Linked DNA regions of Mus musculus: region 1 is linked to region 2. A link is a contact called in public Micro-C data. All regions are on one chromosome and are shown on one strand. Each heading gives the region's core, a stretch centred on a gene start, on an enhancer-like site or on the middle of the called end of the contact. The rest is flanking DNA. Distances are from core to core; before and after follow the strand shown. Region 1 overlaps Syndig1 (synapse differentiation inducing 1). Region 2 holds the start of Syndig1 (synapse differentiation inducing 1).

The links. Hi-C and Micro-C count contacts between places; a contact is called where the count stands out from the background.
Region 1: a contact with region 2 is called in a Micro-C map of embryonic stem cells, with 3 times the contacts expected there. The contact joins the enhancer-like site here to the promoter of Syndig1 in region 2. A contact is called at or near these places in 6 of 39 promoter capture datasets (cranial neural crest, embryonic stem cells, hippocampal neurons and 2 more), 18 of 484 Hi-C or Micro-C datasets (cerebellar granule neurons, cerebellum, cerebral cortex and 5 more), 16 of 115 datasets of contacts at active chromatin or transcription factors (PVALB interneurons, SST interneurons, embryonic forebrain and 2 more) and 3 of 9 other capture datasets (adipose tissue, embryonic stem cells and liver).

What each region holds. Positions count from the first base shown.
Region 1 is chr2:149,979,842-149,984,809 of GRCm38.p6, forward strand. The region is part of intron 3 of Syndig1 (synapse differentiation inducing 1); the gene reads left to right. Among named protein-coding and RNA genes, the nearest start is that of Syndig1, 150 kb to the left of the region's middle. Within about 2 kb of position 3,385, at least 6 of the 459 cell types and tissues checked have an H3K27ac peak or open chromatin away from gene starts, as enhancers often do. A contact at or near this core is called in embryonic stem cells and stem cell-derived epiblast-like cells, where this site is marked.
Region 2 is chr2:149,827,820-149,832,889 of GRCm38.p6, forward strand. It overlaps Syndig1 (synapse differentiation inducing 1), which reads left to right and starts at 2,964. Exons shown (of 4, transcript NM_001085521.2): 1 at 2,964-3,106.

The DNA.
Region 1 (4,968 bases), core at 2,135-4,634, 150 kb after region 2:
TGAATCAAAAATTACTCATGTGCAATTTTCATCAGATACTGTAAAGCATCCTTCTGCCGTATGGATAAATTTTTGCTTCTAAGAAACAAAATATGGGATGCTATTCCCTAGACCTGCAGGGCTCAGTGTTCAACTTCCACCAAAACAAAGACTTTAAGCTGGGCGTGGTGGTGCACGCCTTTAATCCCAGCACTCAGGAGGCAGAGGCAGGCGGATTTCTGAGTTTGAGGCCAGCCTAGTCTACAGAGTGAGTTCCAGGACAGCCAGGACTATACAGAGAAACTCTGTCTCAAAAAACAAAAACAAAACAAAAAACAAAAAAACAAAAACAAAAAAAAAACAAAAATAAACAAAGACCTTAATGCTTTTCAATTTTTATTCAATCGGTCACAATATTTTAAATATTCACATTTATTTGCTTTTCATTATTTTCATTTTTTCTGTAACTTGCTAGGTCACACATTTCTGTATTTCCATGGGACTTTTATACTTTATTGACTTGTTGATTTTTTTTTTTTTAATATCAGCTACTCACTTTGCCTGAGTTATATCTCCCATACTTGCAGTTGTCAAAAGTGTCATTTGCTACACAGAGAAATTGTCTCTTCTGTAGCATGGAGAGGAATGTGAGCTGACTGTGAAGAATCTTGGTGTAACTTGGCAGAAATCTGGACTGATGTCTCCTAGGCACCATTAGAAGATCCAGTCTCAACAGGCAGCCTGGATGCGTGAGTCAGAATCTTTCAGGGCCACCCAGCTTCTGCCAGCTCCAAATAGGAAGAGAGCATGGCTTCCAAGCCATCTCTTATTCTGTTGCCATAGAGATTTTTGAGACAAGGAAACCAATGTCAATAGAGACCTCTTTTGTTAACTCTGAGCTGTGGGGCCTAGGGATAGCTTCATGGTGTGATTCTTGGACTAAGGATGATGTTGCTTCTTTCAACCAAGAGAAAAGGGTAGAGAAGAAATAGTGTGTGGAACCAAGTCCTTGGTCTTCAGGTAAAAGCCACTCTTCTCATACTACATAGAATCTCCCACTGAGGCAGCTTCATTTTACTATTTTAAAAGTTTTCTGACTTTCTGGGTTTTCCAGTGGTCTTTTTAGAGTGCCATTGGGTTACGTAAGTTCCTCTCAATGTTGATGTCGTAAAGAGTGAAGATTGTTGATGTGCTAAAGACAGGCCTGAGACCCAAGGGGCACTGCCACTTATTCCAAATAGAATGTAGAGTAAGCAGAACCTGTGCTATTCAGGCCTTTCTCCCAGTTTTCTTTCTTTCTTTTTTTTTTAAACTGGTAATTATTTAAGTTTTTAAATTGGAAATACATCTTGGGGAAGAAGCCAACCAAAGGAATACCTGATTGTAAACTTTGATTTTATTGCATTAATATAACACAAACTTTTGCATAACCACACCAATGCAATTATTCATACAAGCTTTATATTTTATTACCAGTTACCCACTTTGTGTGATACTGGGTCTTACTAGTTCCATATACACGTGGTATTTGGTGCTCAGGTGGGTGACCTCTTCTGCTTACTTTGACCACCATTCTTGCTATTTCCATGAATGTATACAAACACACACACACACACACATACTATATATATATATACACACACAGAGACACATCAAATATAATATGTCATGCATATCTCTCCTCTAGGAATGTGTCAACAATTCATTTTCATGAGATAGGACATACTTTCTCCATCTCAGTATTTTTGCTCAGAAGACTGTACTATACTATAATTCCCATTTTTTTCTTTCTAATATTTTTGTATTGTATATTTTATTTATTTATTTTTACTTTTGACCTTTCATACATGTATAAAATGTATTGTGGTCATATTTACCACCATTATCCTCTTTATTTCCCTTCTTTTCCTGCCAGTGCCCTTCTTCCCAAGTATTCCTCCCTCCCTCCTTCTCTTCCTCTTCCTCTCCTTTGTGTATGTGCAAGTGTGCATGTGTGCACTTGTAGGCATTCTCAGATTTTGGACTGATAGCAACAGTTGCTGTGTGTTCTGATATTTCACAGTTAACTCATGTGTTAGTCTTCCACTGTGTAGACAAATGACTGAGATAGTCAACTTACAAAGAGAAAATGTTTACTCTCCTCTTTTTGGAAATGGAACTCTTCCGTGTTGGTAGAAAATTAGCTCCCTTCATCTTTATAGCTGGAAAGTGACTAAGTACTGGGGGGAAAAAAGCCTATCAAAACTGTGTAAGTATACTAGGATGTCTCTGAGACACAGGTGTAAATTATAAGCTTTCATGAAGGCCTCTAAAGACTATCCAGTCACTTGGGCATTTGCTTCTAACAGCAGCCATTGCCTGGTTGTTCTCCTGGAGAACTGTTGACCAAGAAGACCTTGTCCTTTCTACCTGGAGATATGTGTTTATCTGCCCTCCTCCCTTCATTGGAACAACTCTTCTAGGTAAAATCCATGAAACTCGACAATAGAAAAGCAGGCCTGCAAAGGAGACCTCTGTTTTTGTCCTCCAAGGTCCCAGCTAATTTGAGATCCTTTTTATGGAGCATATTGCTAACCTAGGAAATTCCAGCACAGTATAGAGTCCTCAGACTTCTATCACAAGAGTTATCCCAAGTGCTGATTTCCCTGGATGTGACCTCTTTCAAACTATTAAATTTCTGTTATTTAAATGGAGAGGGCAGACATCCCAGAAAGAAGACAAAAAGCAGAGCAAGTGCTCAGCCTGCAGGTATTCTGCAAAGACCCAGCATCCATGTAGAGGGGTGAGAATAGGCACAGCTGGCTATAGAATAACAATAAAAGTAGCCAGCTGGTAGAGGTCATTTGACTCCCTCTGGACCTCCTTATTTCCAACTACCACTCTACTTCCTACTGTCAGGACTCTGTGGATGCAATCCTAGACAATCATAAAAACACCTTGGAAACTGTTGTGACCTGCTTAAATGCTTCTGTCAAGGCAAAAGATGGTAAATGGCCAAGGCTAAAATGTCCAAAGAAGTTTTACTTCCAGCTGGTACATTGTCTTGCCTCATGCAGTTATGAAAGGTGGAAGTGAATGGGTCACTTGAGTAAAATAGCTGAAGTTCACCCCTCATTTGAAGCGAGAAAGCAGAGTGTACATAGCAGCCCTTCCGCTGGGTCCCAAAGCCAAAGACTCCATGACTGTGCATGGCTTAAGAACCATCACAGAGCAAGGTAAAGCAGCAGCAGTGATAGGGAGGAAAAGGATAAGAAGGGCAAAATCCAGGAGAAAATATTACAAGTGAACCCACAGTACCTACCCTGAGCTCAAGAAGACGAACACAGATAACCAGAGTATAGCTGTGTGCTTAGTGCAGCAGGAGTGCTCAAGGGGAGGGCACTTTCTAGGTTCTGAAAGGTAAATGCAAACTCTTTTCTCCTCCATTAACACAGGAGAGGGGGCAAGTCATCCATGACAATACCCTATCAGAGAGTCACACCCTATTATCTGCTGGGAATTGTGGATGAAAAACAGGCTATTCATATGAAAATTGAAGGAATTTCTCCTTGGGGCTGCAATGCAAGGGCAATCAGAAGGTTATGGAGTAACTCCAGTTTACCACAAGAAGACAGCAGGGTGGCTGCCTATAGAGTAAGACCTATATCCCTTAACTTCAGAAACCATGTCATCACCATATCTGTCTATTCTAGGTATGGAAATGGATTATTCAAAGAAGGGGTACTACCTGATAGGCATGCAGACATGTGAGAACAGTAATACGGTGGAAACAGAAAATAAAATCTGTGTGTTTTAAATGCATGTTAAGATGAACATCAGTGCATATGGTTGCTACTGAAATCAGGAAAAGGAGACTAGCAATTGTCAAGATGAGTCACATTAATTGGGCAAGCAGAAGCTAAGACTTCAGCATAAAGGGCTCTTGGTGACTCTCATCAGGGCCCATGACAGTTTCCACTTCCAACTTCAGAATGAGAACTGTGTCAGTGATGGAATATAAGTAACAAGGAGAGCCAGAGGCATCTGTGCTAAGATACTACACAGTCCAACCTGGAGGCAGCTCTGTGGCCATCTTCTTCATGGCAATAGTGAAGCGATCATCTTTGGAGAATGATCAAATCGAATGGTAAGTAGAGGCAAGGATGCACCACCTTGTGGAGAGACCACAGAGGCCTTACCTAGGATCACAGAAACATACATTGTCTGAAACATGAACAGAAGAGATGCCATTCTGGATCAGGGAAAGGGAGTCAGAGAAAATGTGACTGAGCTTGTGACCAACAAGGTGATAAAGCAGTCAGGATAAGCTGCACACCCCACCAGAAATCTGTGCCATTTAGATCCAGTGCTACTAAGGGCTTCCCATAGGGCATTGACAATGTAGGTTATAGACTTGGGGGACACAGCTGGGAATGGAGAGACCAAGGCACATCTGTACCTAAGGCAGGGCCTTTGCATGTTAAGGAGCCTTCTGATGCCTTCAGGCTCAGAGGAGGGTATGGTATAACTCTACATCAGCTTGCTGGCCTGCCTGACAGGGACACCATGCTACTTGTAGGAACAAATTGAAATATTGTCCTGGTACTGTTGAGGACAAAATACCTCTCTAAAGTTTCAACCTCAGTAGATTTTTTACTCTGTGCATCCCTATTGAAGTTTTAGCCAATATAATCCATGGTGAATAAGTAGGACAAATTTAAGGAGCAATTATGTGAAGTGTTGCATTTTTATTTTATTCTTGCCTTACAATCTCTGTTGCCTTGTTGCTTTGGCCATTTGGGATTATTTGAAACCAGACCCTATGTCTAACTGACATCCTTTCCTCTCAAGAGTTTGTCTTTTTTCACTATAAGTAGTTGCTTCCAGTTCACCCAGTATTGATGTACAATAATGTACAACCTCAGAATCGCTGATGTGCATCTTCCCTGTTCAAGCTCTAGAATTAGCTGTTTCTTCATAGAACCTTAGCTTTTACTGGATAACAGTGTA
Region 2 (5,070 bases), core at 1,714-4,213:
AGAGAAGCAACAGCAAACAAACAAAGCCCTAATTATTGTCATAGCTTTATAATTGGTTGCAATCTTATTTTATCTGCCTTGGTATTTTGATCAACTAGAGAAGGTTAAACATTTCTATTAAAGATGATTTTTGGATGAGAGCTGTTGACACCTAAACACATGGCACAAATCATCCTGATACTTTTAATAATCTTCAATTTTAGAGCTTTTTAGTTAAATACACACTTAGAAGTGGTTTCTATCTAACAAGAAACCAACAACAAAACTCTTAAATCTGTATTCTCCTTATCACGTCCCCTATCTCTGCTATCCAAAGGCTTGACAGCTTGTTCAGCACCTGAGTGACAGTTCCTCACAACACAGGAACTGGCCCCACTCACCTCACAAATCTCTGAGAATTCTGTAATCTCCTCTAAGAGATAAGCATTGTTGAGAAGGTTAGCCAATTTCCTGGAGATTAGCAATTTCTGTGGTGTCCTGTTGTAGCCTGATACATGACAACTCTTCACTGATTTTCTTGAAAACCTTTATTTCACTGCTATATTTTATCAAAATCGCTACAATCACATTCTGAACCACTATGACTTTGCATGTAGGAAAAACTGGCTCACATGTGTGCTGTATTCCAGATTAACTGAGGTATTCTATCCTCTAACAGTAATAGATGAGATCCCTCTTAATACATGATTCTCAACTAGGAAGTGTAAATTTCTTTTAAAACACAATAAAAATCCCAGCTTCAACTGAGAGGCGAACATCCAGTCTACAATTAGAAAGTAACATATTAAGTGGCAAAGTGGATAATGTAGATTAAGAAAAATAAGTCTTTGACATTATCTCAGAAATTCAAACACGCACACCACACACACAGAAACACACATACTATCTATCTATCTATCTATCTATCTATCTATCTATCTATCTATCTATCTACCTACCTATCCAGACAACCAAAGGCTGGAAAATGCTGTCCATCTGTGAATAAATGCCTGTGTTCCTATGCAGACCCAGTAAATCATCCATGGAAAATTTTCGCAATATCTAACACATAGAGGCAGGTCACAGGGACTCAACCCTGGAGGCCATTGTTCTATTTGGAGGTAACACAGAGACAGTTGGGATCCATGGTGAGTCTTAACCCTACATTTGACAAGTTACCTGACTGCAATTTTGGGGGGAAAACTCGCTTTAAAATTCTAGCAGTTGTAAACCAAGCAGATGCTCTGGCAAACCCAAGTGAACCTCTAAGGCAACCTAAAGGCTGACTACCAAGATAGCTTGGCTTAGACACAGAGAATGAATTATAGTTGTAGGTGACCCCGGCAGTTTGGGAGACAAGACTCTCTCAGCCTTTCAAGTCTCCATCTCTTCAATAGACAAACAGCAGTGTTGATTCTGCATCCTGCATGGCTCTAACAATGGATGCTCAGCCTAGCAGTTCACAGGAGAGCAGAGAATGTTCTGTTCAGGAAGGAACCAGAGACCATAAGCTGTTTTACAGAGAGAGGTAAGGCTGACAGTTTCTGTTAATTTAAGAGATACTAAATGGGGGATACTCACAATGTCCTTTTCAGGCTGTCCCAGATAAAAGAGCTGCCTGGAGCTCAGAGCAACCAGTAGAAGAAAGCCAGGTGCCTAGCTGCTGCAGAAGTTGAGAATGAGTGTGATATTTAGATGTAAAGAAGACGTTCAGATGAACCCAAGCAAGGAGCTTCTCTGAACACACCTGGGTCCACTAATCAGCTCAACCTCCTTCCTAAGCCATCCAAATCTGATTTTTTTGTTTTCTATGTACAGCTAAAGGTCCCCAGAAGCCAAGTGCTGCACAGGGCTCCCAGGCAGGATTTGAGCTACCTCCAACTCTGACACTCCAAATTCTACTTGGCTAGATGCGGCAGTTTCTGGGGGCAAAATCTTGGTTTTGAGGCAAGGGGCAGGAATCTATACAAGATAGCTATAGATCCAAGGAACCACTAGGGAATTAGCAATGTTGACTCCCCAGGGAGAAAAAGTTTGGGTTTGGGAGAGCTGAAGCAAGGTGAATTTTCCCTTGTTTTGAAAGGGGGTCATTCAGATAAGACAACTTTTGATCCTCTTTTTGGCGAATTTTCTAATTCCTTCTCTATAAAATCTGTAAGGAAAACACGCCCACTCGAGCATGATTTTCCCCAACGTTTGAAATGTAGATTGTCTTCGTAGGCGGCTCTACTAGGGCTCTCCTCGACCTACTCCAAGCCACCACTCTGCCCCACCCCCAAGGCGTCGTCGGCCCAGTTTCCTTCCACAGCAACTACCATGGGGCCACCCGCAGTGCACCTACAATGGTGTTGGTCCGAGCTACAGGCTTGAGTCCCAGAGTACCGATTTCAGGCTGGTCTCTGTCTTTATTCCTTCTGCTGGTCAGGACGTGGGTCTTTCTCTGAACCTACAGTGTCCAGAGAAACCTTCTGAACCTCAAGTCGACCTGGAGCCTGGGAGGTCTTTTAGGACCAAGGGAAGCCACCGTTTCCACAGTCGGCGGCTAATTCTTGTCCTCCTAGTTCCCAGTGGCAGTCCCCCTTCCCCCATCTCAGTCGCCCCAACGTTTCCAGACACTAGCCCCCGGCCACCCGCCAGCCGCTATCACTGGCGAGGGCACAGCTAGCCTGGAGCAAAGTTAGTGGCCACCTTCGTGTGCTGCCGCTCTCTCTCCCCCTCCTCTTCCTCACGGCCACCTTCTCCCGGGGACCGCGGCCGCATACTCTTGCACACAAGTCGCCAGGCTCCGCGAGACCAAAGAGTGGAACGGCACATCCCGGGTCACCCCTAGTTCAGCCCGCGCCCTTTGTGCTCCTAGGGGCCAAGAGGACCGGGTTCTGGAAGGGTGGCGCCGCAGCCCTGTGTTCGGCTCTCGGGAACTGTGTGCTCGGGGCAGCCCAGGGCGCTGGCAGTGATCCAAGGAGGGGAGCGGCGGGGGAAGCTGCGCGCAGGGGAGGGCAGAGGCGGAGAGCCACGAGCCCAGAAGCAGAGGCGGGCTCCGCACCGCCCCGCGCCCCTCACGCTTCCCGGCTCTCGAGACGCGCGGGCGGCCGCCTGGGCGCACCAGCCGGGTCACCTTGTCCCGGAGGTAAGTCCCGAGCACCAGAGCTGCGCGGGAGGACCCCGGGCCACCGGAGTGGGCGGGTGTGGCGGGCGCGAGAGGATGCCCTGGCGCAGGCGGGTGTCCTGCTCCGCCTCGCAGCGCGCAGACCAGGCGGCGGTGATGGTGTGCCGGCCGCGGTAAGTCCTGAAGGGTCGCAGTGGCCGGACTAGGGAGACACAGTGTCGCCCCGAGAGAGGGGAGATGGCGCCTGACGGGGAAGATGCAGAGAGGACAGGAACTGGTAATACCGGCCCAGGGTGCGACTTGGCGCCTTGCCACCTTGGGTACCCAGGCGGCGTGAAGGGGCTGCTGTGCGACGTCGGTTAGAGCTAGTGCGTCTGTGTCTTGAGTTCGGCAAAGCCAGGCTGCTGGGGGCCAGGCCGGTGTACTGGAACACCTAGATGATACCGACCAGTCCCTGGAGCTACCTAGCTGAGTCCAAGAGGGGCTGGCGAGAAAGGCATCCGCGGAGGTGGCAGTCAGTGAGGTCCACATGGGACAGGAAAGCAAAGGGCCGAGGGGAAAGAGAATGTAGAGTTCCAGAGCATCAGGATTGGGGTGGGTGGGTGCACAATCGGTTACCTGAGCGGAAGACCGGACTTCTAGAACCCTTCACCTCCATCCAAAACGAGACCGGTTTTTATGAGCTGTCCGGTCCCTGGCAGCGCGACAGTCTGCAGCCTCGGAGCCGCCAGTCCTGGCGCCGAGATGGGCGCAAGCAGATGCGATTAAAGGGTTCAGATTCTAATTTTGTTGTCTCTGGGCGTGATTTCTACACTTCATTCGTGTCCTCTCTGTAAATACTGGAGAGAGTGGAGCATCCATGGAGTTGGACACTTTTCTTAAGAAAGAAGGGCTTTGGGCATGTGCCTGTTTTGTTGGACCCTAGCGGTGTGGTGGAGGAACCTTCAGTTGAGCTTTGGGCAAGTAGGATAAGGGTTGGTTGGCTTTACTAAAGGACCACAAGAAGGGGTCTTCTGGTATTCCTCATTTTCTGTGGGGTGTTCTGCTAGCAGAAGCGCAGGCACACGGTGCCTCAGACTTAAGGTGCGCACCACACTCCTGCGGTGTTTGATGTGGAGGTGGCGCCTCTGCGCTGCGGGCAAGAACTGGGTTGCCTGTGTCTTTCATAGTCTCACCAGGGTTTTTGGTGCAGCAAACAGTGGTCTCAGTTTAGCTGTTTGGGGGACGTAGGGGTCTGACAAATACCTAGGGGCTGTTTTTCTGTTTAGAATCAGGCAGCGGGACATGCATCTCTAGGGCCCTCTTCTGCAGAGCCGCGAGGTGGTAACCATCAGGCTGCGAACTGCGCAGACCTGCAGCTTGAGCGGTGTGGGGGATGGAGGGGGGGACGGTGCAGGGGGTAACAACCTCCTAACATATCTCAGAGCCTGTGGATTTTTCTTTGTCAAGGTGTCTGCAGCTTGGGTGTTTGCAGAGAAGTGGTTTCAAAGAGGGGAAAGGGGGTCCTGATAAAAGTGTCTGTAGCCTGGTGTCTGTTTGGAGGAGGGGAGAAGCTGAGGGGAATTTTCAGAGAAGTTGCTCATGCCTTTGACCGCCGTTTCGAAGTTTTAGACCACAGGTGCGGGGCCTGTGGATGTGTGAGAAAGCATCTTTCTTTCCTCTTTGCTTCCTTCTCTCGCACCTAGGAACACTTTAGCCTTTTGCTGGGACAAGCTTGTCTCTGTAAGTGATCAGATGCCCTTCTCACCCTGCCCCCACTGCCTGCCCCTGCAGAGAGGACTCATAGTAAATTAGCTGCCCCTTTTCAGTGAGAGAGGGTACTGTGGTACCAGGGAAGAGGGAGCAGGAAGGAAGCACTTCAAACTTTCCTATTACAGAAATCTTCAATGATATGGAAAGGTAGAGAGATGCCCTTGGCCTTGGCCGCCTCCTCCTTGTTTCTCAGAGTCCTGGAGGCCTTGTTTGGGAAAGACTTCAAAATCTAT